Regions from separate parts of the Rattus norvegicus genome. Here region 1 is linked to region 2. Evidence: chromatin contacts called from public Hi-C data. All regions are on one chromosome and are shown on one strand. Each heading gives the region's core, a stretch centred on a gene start, on an enhancer-like site or on the middle of the called end of the contact. The rest is flanking DNA. Distances are from core to core; before and after follow the strand shown. Region 1 overlaps Tmie (transmembrane inner ear). Region 2 has its middle 16 kb from the start of Prss42.

Region 1 (3,001 bases), core at 400-2,899, 95 kb after region 2:
TCCTCATCGACCAATCCCTGACTCCTTCATAGCCACTTCTGCCCCTGGCAAGAAGGGTGGGACAGAAGCTTGCCTGGATGGGGAGAGGAGTTTGAGGCCACTCTATATCTATAGAGGGACAGTGGCCCGTGAGAAGTGCCCAGACTGACCATGTGAAATGAACAGAGTCCAGTCTTGTCCCTACATCTTTTGGGCCGTGAGGTAATGCCCACGACCTTGGCTTTCCCTTGGACCACAGCCTCTGCCGTCCATGTATGAACTCGGAGTCTTGATGCCTGGATCCCGGCCTGAACTTACGCTTCAGGGCCTGCCAGCCCCGGCTGCCATCTCCAGGACGCCGCCCTCACTTCTCTCCTTTCTTCTTTGCCTCATTCTTCTCGTCCTCCTCTACCTTGATAGCCACGGTGTCCACACTGTCCTTCTTCTTTTTCTTCTTGTCCTCTGAGGGGAGGGAGAAGAGGCCAAGCCACAGTGGTGAGACAGGAAAAGGCCACAGAACGCCTCTCTCCTCCTGCCCTTTCTCCTCCGATCTTTTTTACCTGGGAATACGTGTGTATACATGCCTATGAGTACAAACATGTGTGGGCATGTGTGTAGAGACCAGAGGTTGGTGTTGGATGTCTTCTATAGCTGTCTGTCTTTAATATAGGTGTTGGAACAGCAAATTCAGGTCCCTGTGCTTGTGTGACAAAGAGACCTTACCGACTAAATTCCACCCCCACCCCCACCCCCACCCCCCACACAGTTTCTTCTAGAAAACAGGCTCCTTGTCTTAGTTGCCTGGCTCTGACCAGTTTCTGCACTCTGCTCTCCTGGGATCATGCCCAGTCCCTTCTCTGGACCAGCTGCAGCGAGAGGGCAGGGACAGGTTCAGTTGGAATAGTGGGACCGAGGAAGTGGCCGGCTGCAGGGTCCAGGGCAGGCTGCAACTGAACTGGAAACTACTTACCTCCAGGGATTTCTGTGAGTTCGTTGAGGGGAGGCACGGTCTCCAGCTTGTCTGTGTACATCTTGGCTGCTTTTCGCTGTAGATACCGAGCCTCGATCTCCTTCCGTGTCCGCGGTACACGGCAGTTGAACACACAGCACAGCGTGATGACTGTATGGATATCAGAGCAAGTTTGGCTAGGGTGAGGTCTCAGACAGGTTGAGTGGTACCCAAATGCTCGTCCTGATTCTGCCTGCGTAGACGTGTGTCACGTCAGACTTCTGCAAAAGCCTAAGATGACCCGGCCCATGCTTAGTTGTAATGGTTCACTGTCAAATTCTTAGCAACTTGGACATGAGCCTGGTGTTTTCATTGTAGTTGACCACAAATTCTATAGCTAGTCTAGGTCTGGTAGTCGCTGACCACACTGGGTACCAGAGGAGGGTACAGCTCTAGCCAAGGCTACCTAGAGTCACACTGTGCTTCTGACTTAGGCCTCTCTGGGTGCTCCTAAGACACCCCAGGTTTCCTTCTCCAGCCTCCTTGTCACAGACAGAGGTGTAGTAAACGCCCAAGGGTGTGGCTGCATCCTCTTCAGCCTCCCTGAGGACAAGCCTGGACCCTGCCTAGGAAGAAACTGGTGAGGACAGCCCAGACCCTGCACCGGGCATTTACTTCTGAGGGAGTTCTCCCAGGGATGTTTTTCTGGTTAAAGGCAGCTATGCCACGTCAACTGAGCAGAGCGTGGAGCTGGCCTGTCCAGTGATGGACAAAGCAGGGCTGCCAGAACCTGGCTGGCTAGGCAGAGTTTATTTTTCTAAGGCTCCCACAATCTGACCACTGTGGCCCCAGCCCCTAGGGAGGGGGTGGGGCTGGTTCTTATTATAAATAATATGACCCGACAGAACTTCCTGGCAGGCTACTGAGGTACAGAAGGGCCCGGCATGACAAGCCAGGTCTATTTTGAGGAAATGGATCAGACCTAGGTAGTCTAGGGTCATCTTATTCAACCAGAACTGTGTACCTTGAGGCAAATATTTTGTTCCCATTTCTCTCACCCAGACTTTAGAATGGGAGAAGCAATGGGATGGAATGAGTGGATGGATGGACAGATAGACAGGATGGAAGAGAGTGTCTAAAAGTCTCCACTGCTGGGAACTGGATTGGGTTCCTGTGGGAGCCACTGGCATCTAGAAATATGCTGGAGGTAGGAAGAGGCTGGCTACACCAGGGCCCCAGTGTACAGCTCTCTGGGGTTAGACCTGAGCAGACAATGGTCTTTCATTACCCAGAGTGCTCTGCTTTGGTCTCACCCAGACTCCTGTGTGGATGTCTTGGACTCAAGGTTTTTCTCAAGCTCCAATCCTACTGGCTTGGGTCACCTTTGCTAGTCACCCCAGTGGCACCCTGAGGACCTTGCTTGCTAAGGCTCCGTGTAGCTGTTGGCAGTTCAACAAAGATCACAAATGCCTGCCCAGCCAAGCCCACCCATCTAAGCCCGCCCATCCTGACCTGGCCTGCTTGCTTCTCTTCAAAGAAAATGAATGAAAATTTGGGGTCAAGTTCTGAGGCCCGGGGCAGAACCAAGAATTCTGGAGAGCCCCAGGGGAACTTTATTCAGCCATATTCCCTATCCCTGAGGGAATTTGGGGAGGGGGATGCTCCACTAATGCCTGCCGGAGTTCAAGCAGTCTGGGAAGCAGCGAGGATAGTTTCCCTGCCATCGCTCCCAGAAGCTATGCTATGGAGAAGGCCGCCGCTGACCTGCTGCACAGGGACTGTCCGTCCCTGCCCTTTTGCATGCTAGGGAATGAAGTTAGAAGTGGAAGAATGCTCTGCAGATAACTTCCACGTGCCTCTTTAGTTTGACTCTGTGCAAATTTCTGGTGTGGCCCCAGGCACCTCCGCCATTCTCTGAGAGCAGGGCCTGGGAGAGGCCTCAGGTTCCTAACTGTTACCCTGGGGATGAGGGGCTACCCCAGAGGTGTTCTCTTCACAGCTCTGGGGCTCCTTGGGACAGTTGCTAACTGCCTCTTGATATCAAGGGAGGTCTCCTTCCAGATATAAGGACTC
Region 2 (2,875 bases), core at 284-2,783:
TTTTTTTTTTAAAGATTTATTTATTTATTTAATGTATATAAGTGTTCTATCTGCAGGCACACCCATGTGCCAGATGAGGACATCAGACTCCATTACAGATGGTTGTGAACCACCATGTGGTTGCTGGGAATTAAACTCAGGACCTCTGGAAGAGCAGCCAGTGCTGCTAACTGCTGAGAGGTCTCTTCAGCCCAGCTTTGAACCCTTGGTCCTCCTACCTCTGCATCTTGAGTGCTGGGATCTTCAGCTTGGGCCACCGAGGCCAGCCCCCCACATTATTTTTTTTTAAAAAGTCTGGACTGAGACTTGGAACTGTGAGGAATTTTCTCTCCATCACTCCTTCTCTCCTCCATCCACTTTAATTAAAACCATTTTTTAAAACACATGTTAATTAAAAAGCAAACTTGTTTTGCTAAGTAATTTGGAAGTTCTGGTTATGCAAACCATAGCCATTCCAGTTTTTTAAAAAAAATCCCTCATCCAGCTTGTGCCAGGGTCTTATGCATTTGAGGACCCCCCAGGCCGGTCACTCCATTAAAGTCCGTGTACCCCGTGGCGGGTCGGAGCAGGGTGGCCTGAGTCTCACCTGTGGGGACCGGAAGGACCGGCATTTGCTGGTGAGCGCGTCCTTGTGCAATAGTGCCCATGGAGAAGCTGGGGCCAGTGAGGAAGGTGATGGTCAGTTACCGGGTGGGGAGAGCCCTGAATGCTCACAGGTACCAGCCAACGTCTCTACAAGTTTCATGTGTTCATCCCTTGGTCATGAGATTCATGGAGCCTGATACCCGTCATATGCTGAGCAGCAACCTCGGGGACCCACTGCAAGCAGCTCAGACGCCCTTAAGGTACAGAGCTCAGCGACTTTCAGTTCAGTTGTTCCTGGTCTCCTCGCAGAGACGTCTCACTGAAAAGCTTTTTCCTAGCCTGATCACCATCTTCCACTCTGCCTGTTGTTCTCTCCAACTCAGACCCCTTTTGTGTCAAGAGAATCCAACTGCAGGTGCATCATTTCCATGATCCTAGTGTCATGCTCTGAAGTGGAGAGTTCTTGGGGGTTACAGGAAGGTCAGAAGAAGCCGTGGCTAAGAAGATTATGTATGAGTCCTGAATATGAAGGTAGGTCCTAGGTAGGCATTGTGGGACACCTGGGCTGGCCTGGACCTTCTGTCATTCATTCAGGGACACAGGCTCAAGGCTGGTAATATTGAGTTCATCTATCTTTTCTATGCGCCTGGCTGCTTTTTTCCCATAAAACCAAGAGAAGATGCTTTTGGGGAGGGGTGCAACTTATTCCATGCTCCGTTGCTTCCTAGGTGAGACACGCACAGTTTCACATCCCAAAGACTCACGGTGGACAGCAGCGACACATGCTGGTGGCTGGCTCTCAAGGCTCTCAGCGTAACGGGGCGAGCGCCAGCGACACAACACTGCAGTTTCTCCCGCTCAACACCCACAGCCCGGAGCAGCCGCTGCAGCGCTGAGTTCCCTGGGCTCTAGGCGCTTCTGTGTGGAGTCCGCTTAGCAGCGGCTGGGAAACCGCAGCGGGGCGGGCCGGGATGAGCTCACGCCGCCGCCCGCCAAGCAGAGCAGCCCTAACCAGCTCCAGATGCGGCGAGCGCGGGCCTCTGGCGCCCCCTGCAGGGCCTCGTGCGCCTGGCCGGCCGTGGCCGTGCAATCCGGATCCAGGGCCCGGTGGCATCTCTGCTTTTCATCTCGGCCGGTCGCCTGGCTGTCTTAGTTCCATCCGCTCCGGGTCACGACCCTTGGCTGCTCGGCGGAATCTCCGGGTGCGGGTGACAGATCCCCTCGTGTTCTCAGGCCGTCCGATAGGGTCCTGCAGCTCTCCCCGCGCCTGGCGGCCCCGGCTCTGCCCTACCAGCTCTTTCTCCTCTTGGCACAAACACCCGAGTTTCTACTGGGAAAGCAGCGGGGGCCTGACCACCGCCTGTTTTTAATAAGCAGCTGGTATTTCCCCGAAATCGCCGGCCCTGGCTGACCTCATGGGGATGACGACTGGCTGCATGCCAGGGGGCGGGAGCCGGCTCCCGGGTGAGCCCCTGACGCCTGGCTTTTCAGAGACCTTGGCCGGGAGGCGGAACTCTGGCTACTCATCTGGGCCCTGCTGCCCACTCATCCAAAAATCTGCTTGTTTGTGTCTGTGTAACCTGAGCCAGGAGCTCCCGCTTCTCAGTCTGGGCTCCGCGTTCAAATCCCGCTTTATATCCCGTTTTATGTGTGATCATGGCAAATTGCTTTATCCTCTTGCCGACCATTCCCTCGGCTGTAGGATGAGACTTGTGGGGATTAGAGGGACCGACGTGAACAGATCTGTAATATTCCAGCAGTCAGTAAGAGGGGTCCAGAGACAGGCCTGGGAGCACGAACAGAGAGAGAGAGAGAGAGAGAGAGAGAGAGAGAGAGAGAGAGAGAGAGAGAGAACAGGATGCCCCAAGTGACAAAATGCAGAATACTGTGGGACCCTAAAGGCTAGGGTTAGGGAGAAGGAATGGCAGGCTTTCTGGAAGAAGGGCAGTTAAACAAGACATGAAGCACAGGGAGGGGAGGAGCGTGAATAATTGCGAGTTTAGATGAAGGTGTGGGGAACCCCATCAGAACCAAGGTGTACTGGGTATCTAGCGGGGATGTGAAACACTGTGGGGAAATAAAGGAGCTGGTCCAGAAGACTCACCCGTGAGGGCAGACAAAGCGAGGGAGAGCCGGAGTGGGACACCCGGTCCAGTGAGGTGAGGAAGGGAATGTTGGGGCCAGGGAAAGAGCAAAGAGACCGGGTGTGCGATGCGGCGGGTCTTGGGACTATAGCAATGAGCAAAGCAGAAGAGACAAAAACACTTGCTACATAGTTTATGGATGAGGG

Evidence for each region. Hi-C and Micro-C count contacts between places; a contact is called where the count stands out from the background.
Region 1: a Hi-C map of kidney shows a contact between it and region 2, with 4 times the contacts expected there. The contact joins two enhancer-like sites. A contact is called at or near these places in 8 of 12 Hi-C or Micro-C datasets (frontal cortex, hepatocytes, kidney and 3 more) and 1 of 1 datasets of contacts at active chromatin or transcription factors (oligodendrocytes).

The regions. Positions count from the first base shown.
Region 1 is chr8:119,728,927-119,731,927 of GRCr8, forward strand. Tmie (transmembrane inner ear) reads right to left here. Exons shown (of 6, transcript NM_001109299.1): 5 at 950-1,099; 6 at 1-441. The coding sequence ends at 344. Among named protein-coding and RNA genes, the nearest start is that of Prss50, 11 kb to the left of the region's middle. Within about 2 kb of position 1,650, at least 5 of the 93 cell types and tissues checked have an H3K27ac peak or open chromatin away from gene starts, as enhancers often do.
Region 2 is chr8:119,634,123-119,636,997 of GRCr8, forward strand. No RefSeq gene overlaps it. Among named protein-coding and RNA genes, the nearest start is that of Prss42, 16 kb to the right of the region's middle. Within about 2 kb of position 1,534, at least 48 of the 93 cell types and tissues checked have an H3K27ac peak or open chromatin away from gene starts, as enhancers often do.